Linked DNA regions of Sus scrofa: region 2 is linked to region 1. Evidence: chromatin contacts called from public Hi-C data. All regions are on one chromosome and are shown on one strand. Each heading gives the region's core, a stretch centred on a gene start, on an enhancer-like site or on the middle of the called end of the contact. The rest is flanking DNA. Distances are from core to core; before and after follow the strand shown. Region 1 holds the start of KCNE3 (potassium voltage-gated channel subfamily E regulatory subunit 3). Region 2 holds the start of CHRDL2 (chordin-like protein 2).

Evidence for each region. Hi-C and Micro-C count contacts between places; a contact is called where the count stands out from the background.
Region 2: a Hi-C map of embryonic fibroblasts shows a contact between it and region 1, with 2.2 times the contacts expected there. The contact joins the promoter of CHRDL2 here to the promoter of KCNE3 in region 1. A contact is called at or near these places in 1 of 5 promoter capture datasets (fetal skeletal muscle) and 6 of 47 Hi-C or Micro-C datasets (embryonic fibroblasts, epiblast stem cells, fetal skeletal muscle and 3 more).

The regions. Positions count from the first base shown.
Region 1 is chr9:8,819,797-8,823,760 of Sscrofa11.1, forward strand. KCNE3 (potassium voltage-gated channel subfamily E regulatory subunit 3) reads right to left here and starts at 1,812. Exons shown (of 4, transcript NM_214093.2): 1 at 1,737-1,812; 2 at 358-442. LOC106504800 (a long non-coding RNA gene) reads left to right here. Exons shown (of 3, transcript XR_002335531.1): 3 at 1-351.
Region 2 is chr9:9,050,830-9,054,899 of Sscrofa11.1, forward strand. It overlaps CHRDL2 (chordin-like protein 2), which reads right to left and starts at 2,698. Exons shown (of 12, transcript XM_003482562.4): 1 at 1,911-2,698. The coding sequence starts at 2,526.

The DNA.
Region 1 (3,964 bases), core at 562-3,061:
TGGTTGCAGTCTTGGCTGTGTGCTTGGCTATGTGACCTTGAGCCCTGCACTTATTTCCTCTGAAACTCATCTATGAGATGGGGATAATTTCCCTGCCCTGCTTGTCCCACATGGGAACGCGGGAAGACAATGGGGAAAAGGTGTTTTAGAAGCTGCTAAGTATTACATAAACGTAAGAGAGAATTATTGGGCAGCCCGGTCGCCTTGTTTTTTTTTCTGTTTCCCTATTTCCACCTTGTCCCCAACATGACTCAAACAGCTATCCCTATGTCCCCTCTTCGCACCCTTGCTTCTCCTATCCTCCGAAGTAGCTAGGAGGTCCTTTATTACTCTTCTTGATTCTCAGACGACACTTACCTCCTTCAGAAGCCTTCCTTGTTTCTCATCCTCTCTGATCAGCCCTGTAGTCTCTTGCCATTTAGGGTACCATTCTATAGTCCTGCTGGTGATGGAGAGCACATCAGAGTTGGAGTTAAGAGATCTGCCCTATTTCGAGGACACACCTAGCCACATATCTTGGTTAAGAAATTTCTCCACTCTGGGCCTCATTTTCCCGCCCATAAGATGGGGTCTGGCCTCCCCCTTAGTAAGTATTTTGACAGCCACCCATTCAGTTTATAGATAGACATGTGTTTTGCGAAGTGTGGAGTGAGTGAGCGATGAAGAAAGTTGTTGGTTATCATCTCAAGGAGTCAAGGACATCTGAAAGTGGAATTCCCAGGTGGCCCAGCTGGCTAAAGAGCCGGCATTGTCACCACTGTGGCTTGGGTCGCTGCTGTGGTGTGGGTCAATCCCTGACCCCAAAACTGCTGCAGGCTCAGGCAAAAAAGAAAAGAAAAAAACCCTAAGAGCAGTTTCCTTGCCTTCAGCATGGACCTCTTCCAATTGGAGCCAACAGCTGGCTGGATGCCAGGAGATACCAGGCTCTTTTACAAGGTGCTTTTGTAGCTGAAGTGGAGACAGCCCAGGGCTAGTAAGAACTGGATTCTACTTTCATCTGGTCCCTAGAGTGACCCTGGGCAAGCAAAGCCATCCCCACCCTCCCGGGAGCCTCAGCTTCCCCGTGTGCAAATTGCCGAGAATAGGAGGAGATACTCCCCATGGGCCCTCACACAAGGTTCTGAACTCCTGCACTTTTTAGACCAGAGACTCTTGGGTCCAGTCCTCCTTCCCCCACATGCCCTGTGGAGTACAGCAGGACCGGGAGGCTCCTTTTACAGGTGGCGACCCAGCAAAAGAACGAACAAAGCAAAGAGCGGGTGGGTGGTTGGCACAGGTTTACACAACGTGTAAACTAAACCCCAAGTCTCCTACTCCCCGGGCTAGATCTGTTACTAGCATTAGAAGATGCCTTTGGGAGCCCCCCGGATTTCCCGGGACCGGGGAGCCTAGGGCGAGGGGCACCGCGGAGTAGCGAACGGGCAAGTCAACTCAGGAGCAAGCGGCTCCCGCCGAGTGAGGACTGGCCGGCACCCGGAGGGGCATTTCCGCGCGCGCGCCCTCGGCGGAGCCGCAGGTGCCCGCTTGTGGAACGAGCTTTGGTGCCGCCGTCCGGGAACCTGTGCGTGCCGGTACCAGCCCCCACGGTTTCCAGGCCTGGGATCCCTGTGGCTTGGCCCCGTCACGGAGCCACCCTCCACGTCGGCGGCCTCGCGGGGGGCAGGAAGATCCCTCGTTTCTTCCCCGGGCGCTGGCTCAGCCGGCTCGGCCTTCCCCACCCGGCCGGTGCGCCTTACCTGCCTCGCGGCAAGGCTCCGAGGGGCGCCCTCTGCTCGCGGGACAGCGCCTCCTGGGCTCGCGGGTGCCGCGCATGGAGCCCCAGAGCGCTCCGCCGGCCCCTCCGAGCCTGGTCAGCAGCCTCTGCTCTGCGCTCCGGCCCCCGCTCGCTGCCTTTTCTCATCCCCAGGGCGTCCCCTCCCCCGGCCCGCCCGGCCCCTAACCCACCCACGTCTCCTCCCAGAGCTGGCCTCCAGCACCTCCTCCTCCTCCTCCCAGCTGCTGGCCTCGCTCGGGGTGAGCTCCGACCCTTCCGTCCCCTGCAGCGCCTGCTTCCTGGATCTGAGACCAAATGCTTGCTTCGCTTCAGCCTGCCCAGTCCGAGGCAGAGCTCCGAGGGCGAGGGCGCTGGTGGACGCAGGCTTTGCTCCTAAGTGGTTGTGCGGTGATGGGCAAGTCATTGCTCCTCACCGGGCCTTGGCTTCCTCCCTATAAAACGGTACAGTTCCAGCCCGCAGTCCTCGCAGCGTGATGGTTAAGGTCAGATGAGCCCTTAGAATCCAAAGCAGTAAAGCCAGGTGATCCGGCGGCGTTGGAGAAATGACCTGATTCTAACACAAACCTTCTTTTCCAGACAGGATGCCGTTGGGGAAGGGGCTCGGTATGGATAAGGGGACTTGTCCCGGCTCACCGTGGGCGTCCCTGGCAGAGCTCAGACTCAGAATCCACTAGTCCACTCTCTCTCCTTAATCTCAGCCAGGGTCTCCTCCCTCTGATTTCAGAGAGACAGCAGTGAGTGATGGCTTGAAGCGATCTTCGTTCTCTGCTGGAGAATTGAAGCTGGGCAGCCTGCATGAAAAGCAGGAATTCTAGCCCCTAGACTAGAGGCTAGAAGCAGAACTCCCCTGATTCTTGCTTCCCTTTGAAAGCAAGAATGTTTCAAGGAGGCAGACTATAAAAGCAGGTACAAAGTTTATTTTAGGCACAATACAACATGTGGGAGAGCACACAGAGAAGTATTTTATTTAAGACAGAAGCAAGACAGTAATACACACCCAAAGGAGGAGTGTTGGTGTGGGCGGGCTCCTCATTGCGAAGCCTGCCAGAGAGGTGACTTAAATCACATATATAGGACAGTTCTTCTGGGCCTTTGTTTTCCTTTGGCCAATTATCTTGTTTTATTTCTCACACTTGACCAGACCCAGGGCCCTCCTTGACCTGTGTGCACATCTTTTGGCCGAGATGGATTCCAGAGCAAAGGGTTATGGGATGGTATCAGGACTTACTACGGCCAGGCACCCTCTCCCTTTTTGACCCAGGGGGTCTTTCTGTGTGAGAATAGTTGGGGTCTCCCTGACCCCAAGGATGTGACCTCTTGGTCTTTTGCCCAAAAGGGCTCAGCCCCTCTCTGCCCCCCCCCCCCATTACCATTAGTTAACACATCCACAGAAGTCGGATTTCAGTTATTGGCCTTGTGCCTGCTGTTATTTCTATCTTGAAGTGCAGACAGGTGGCGGGTTGGAAATATCTGTCCTGGAGCCCATCTCTCTCCCGCCTCACCTCCAAGGCTCGGCAGCCCCTCCCATGCCCAGGCAACTGGTGTCAGGTCACACCTTGCCGCTCCCTGTCCTGGAACGCGCTTCCCTTTCTGGCCACCAGACCCTCACTTAAGCTTCCTCGCTGGTGACCCTGCGGGTTCCAGAGGAGAGAAGCAGCCAGGAACCGCTGGGAAATGAGGACCCGGAGGCCATGGGCAAGGAAGTGGACAGTGGCAGGGAACAGCCTCTCAGAGACTCTGGGGAATCCTTCCCAGAGCCTTCTTTACCTCCCTATCCGCCTCAAGTCTTGAGAGAGTTAATAACAAACCGAGGCCAGCTCCAGCTCCCTTGCAGACAAAGATCTGTTCCAGGACTTCTGAGGCATCTCCCCTTGATCGTAGACGCTCAGATTATATCTAAGAAGTGCTGTCATTTAAAAAAAGGCCTTGGTGTTCCCGTCGTGGCTCAGTGGTTAACAAGCCCCACTAGGATCCATGAGGACGCAGGTTCGATCTCTGGCCTCGCTCAGTGGGTTAAGGATCCGCATTGCCAGGAGCTGTGGTGTAGGTCGCAGATGCGGCTCGGATGCCCTGTTGCTGTGGCTGTGGTGTAGGCCGGAGGCTGCAGCTCTAATTGGACCCCTAGCCTGGGAATCCTCCACGTGCCGTGGGTGCAGCCCTAAAAAGCACAAATAAAATAAAATAAATAAA
Region 2 (4,070 bases), core at 1,448-3,947, 230 kb after region 1:
CCCGAAGGCTGGTGGAGGCGCAGAGGAGGGGAGAAGAGAGTGGACCAGGCTGTGGGGAGTGTTTGCTGGAAGAGGTATGACCTAAGCGAGGCTGCAGAGGGCTGACAGGCAAGCCAGAGTGGTGCGGGCAGGACATGAGCAATCTGCAGAAAGATGTGATTCTTGATCATCTTTCTAAGATGCACCCAGGGCAGTGATACCTGGAGGAAAGCCTCGGGGCTTGAGAGCACCGCGCCAAGTGGAAGGGAGGCAGGCATGGAAGGTATCCTGTGCTGAGTCTCTTTTAAGAAACAACAGGAAGGTGTTAGGAGGAAACCTCCAGGGCTCCAGGAGGGGGAGGAGACATCGAATGAGTAGTAGGCATTGTGCTGGGCATGCTGGCACAGTTACCTCCCTTAATCCTCCCAAGAAACCTTCGGGCTCCGAGTGAGCATGTGTCTTAGACAGATGCAGAAACTGAGGCTCAGAGAAGTTGTCACTTATGAAAAATCACACAGCTGCTCATGGGCAGAGCCAAGCTTGAACCAACACTGGGCTCTTTTCAGGGCTTGTGACTAAGGACTTCTGTGAGTCTCAGGCTGCCGGCTGCCCAGAGATGACCGGGCACGCAGCCTGCCCTCATGAGCGGAGACAAGCATAAAACAAAATCCAGCACTGCCGGCTCCAGAAAGTCATGTGCAAATGAAGGCAGAGACGGGGAAGCTAAGCTGTGCAGAAGAAAGAGCTCTAGGCTGGGTAGCTGGGGTCTTGATCCCAGGCTGCACCCCGTGTAACCCGGAGCGGATCACCGCCCCTCCCGGGCTTCAGTTTCTTTATCAGGTATGTCAGGGTTTGACCTAAGCCCCTTCCTTCTTTTAAGGAGACTCTCTGGCTTTGTTTTCCATCCTCAGAGCATTCCAAGAACTCGGCAGAGGATGGCGAGGAGGTCCACCAGCCTGTTGTGGAAACAGTGAGGAAACTGAGGTCCGAGGGATTTTATAAATGATTTGAGATGATACTGTATCCAAGTGGAAAAGCATGAATTAGGGAAGGTGTTTTTCAAGAATCTATCATGGACCAGCTAGTTGTGGGTGCTGGTTGCTTTCCACATTTTCTCAAATTCAATCCTCACCACAGTCCCGGGATTTTTCACTCCCATTTTATAGACTGGGAAACTGAGGCTCAGAGATGTGCCCACCACGCCTACCTCCTCTCAGCTGGTATGCAATAGATCTGGGATACTGAAGACCCTGGTCTAGCTGGCTGTGCCCTGCTGCCTCCCAGAGTCTCACAGCTCCAAACCGGGGTTCCTTCCAGATGCTGTGGGGCAGGGGGGGGGGGAACCATAGGATCTGGAATTGCCGCGTTCTGGCTGTGGATGTCTCATTGGCTTGGTAAACTAAACTTGAGCAAGTTTCTTCTCTCAGTCTAAGTTTTCTCCTCTGTAAAATGCACATGATAATACCCACCTCATGGGAGTGTCTTGAGCATCATAAGAGAAAAGAATAGAAAGGTTATCCTAGTTGCCTCTTTCTTTGCACCGCTCTGTTAAATGCAGTAGCCTCTTCATCTTCGTCACACCTTTGCAACCAAACATACCAGACTCTCTACTAGAAATAAGCGTCCCCCCGCCCCGGCTCCTGCCGCCGCCCTCAAAGCACAGCTCCCTGCCCTCTCTCCCACTGTTCTCAGCCCCCTCATCCTCAGGCCCCCCGGCAGCAGCCCCTTGGCTCTGAGTCTTGCCCAGTTCCCCCCAGTCTCCCAGACTCATCAGCTCATGCTGGTCCGCAGAGGAGTCTCCACCCTCCGGGCAGGTGCTCCCCGGACGGCTGTCAGAACAGCCTGGGATCCCAAGTCCCGGCACTTTCCCGCACAGCCCCGGGGGCTCGCATCCTCTCCCGCCCGCCCGGCACACCCATCCCACGACTTACGGGCTCGTGCGTGGGAGTCCAAGGGGAACCAGAGCAGCGCGAGTCCCAGCAAGGAGGAGAGGAGCCTCACCTCGGGAACCATCCTCCCTCTTCCCGGGGCCAGGCCTCCAGGCGCTGAGCCGGGAGAAAGTGCGATGAGGGGGACACTGAGGCACGGGGGCACAGCGCAAGGCACGGACCCGGCAGGGGCAACCGCTGCAGTGGAAGCAGCGTCCAGAAGAAGGTGGCGAGGGAGGTCCGCGGTGGGACTAAGAGGAAGGTGGGACGGGAACGGAGCGGGAGAGATGGAGAGATGGAGGAAGGTGGCCGAGAGGCAAGAGCGAGGAGAGCAACGCAGAAGGTGAGAGGGCGGGGAGGAGCAGAAAGACGCGAGAGGACCGGGCTCTGCGGAGCGCGCCGCGTGGGGCGAGGCGCGCGGGGCCGGCGGGCTGCTCGGGGCGCGCGGGCTAGAAGCGGCCGGCGCCCCCTGCTCGCTGGGCTCGGGCTCGGGCCCTGGGGTCCTGGGGCCCGGCGAGGCGGCGGTACCCGCGGCGGCGACGGCGCGGCGGCCGCGGGGGAGGCTGCGCGCGGGCCGGCTGTGCTCGCCAAGGGCGCCAGGCGCCGCGCTCGGGCGCATTTGTACTTTGCCGCGGGAAGCAGGCAGCCCCAGCCTGGCGCTGGCCTGGCGCTGGCGCCTCCTCTGGGGCACCGCGGGCTCGGTGGATTGGCCACCCGAGAAACAGGCCCACTCTCCCCCTCCTCTCTCGTGCCGGTCTCTGGGACCGACGCTCCAGGCGCGGCGCCGAGAGGAGGCGAGGGGGCTGGGGAGGGGGAAGGAGCCACCCGGGCCACGGATTTTAACCCCTGACTCCCCGCGGCGCCCAGAAGGCAGGAGGATGGAGCCCAGTTAAGCGTCTGATGGAACTTTCGGGGGTGCGGGCGGGGGGGTCGGGGCGGGGGGCGGGGAGAAGGATGAGATGTCGCTGAGAGCTCCGCGGGTGTGTGCCCCAAACCCCGCCTCTGGATGGAATCGGGACACTTGCTCGTCTTAATTCTGTTTGTGGTCTTGGCCACGCCACCTCAGAGTCTGTTTCCCAGATCCCAATACTAAAATGAGGGTCTTAGTGTGTTTTACTATTTTAAATGTCTTCCCAGAACTTGGGAACATGAAATGAGATAATGAACATCAAAGCACTCAGATCTCGAAAAGAAGGGGGGTGGTAATTCCAGGCGCCTGGAATGCTCTTCCCAGTTACCCCCCAAACCCACAGGCGCCATGCCCAAGCTGAAATCCAGCCCAGCTGGATCCTTGGTCCCCCCCCCCGGGGGGGGCCTTCCTCTGCTTCCCCCCCCCTCACTCTCAAAGCAGGACGCAGCCTTTCCTTTGCCTCTGCGGTCAGGCCCTTACCTCTCTGACAGTGTTGGTCATACTTAGTCTGTTAGGTAACTGCTTTTTGCCAAAGTGTAGTCTTTCTTACCAGAAGGTGAGCTCCCAGAGGGCAGAGCCCTGGAGCTTCCCACCCCAGCCCAGGGTTGGTGCGCCCTACCTTGTGCTGAATGAGAGCATGACTTCATAGGACCTAAGACAAGAGCAAGAGCTCTGTCTAGACAAGAAACCCTCAGATTCTGAACTCAAAAGCCCAGAGCTCTCACTGGCTCACTCTCCAGCTTGCTTGGGTATCTTGGGCAAGTTTATCCATCCCCACTTTGGACCTCGACGTCCTGCCCGGCTTCTCTTGCAGAGCTGCTGGAAACTCCAGGGACTGTTGGAGGGGAGATGAGTGGGAAGAGGTGAGGTGAGATGTGGAATCACATTCCACTCCGGGAGGAATCGCAGTGCCAGGCCGCAATGCTTCTGACTGGCTGTCTATAAAGAGAACTTCCTGGGCTCAGGCTGGGCTCCCACCCACTGTGCTGCCAGGGCATCCCCTTCCAGAACAGAGAGGCCTGGGAGGAACCAGGGATCCCAGAAGCAGAGCTTAACCGGGGCTCTCAGAGTCAGAGATAAACCTGATCTGCCCCCAGGTGCCTTCAGGCCTAATTTCTCCCACTCCAACCTGGCCGGCCACTTCCTCTCCCTTGAGTATCCTTTATTTTAATGGGTAATGAGAGCTCCATAGGTCATCTTGCTTCCCTTTTTGCCTAGGCTTTCAGGGAACTCAGAGTTAAATTAGAGTTTTT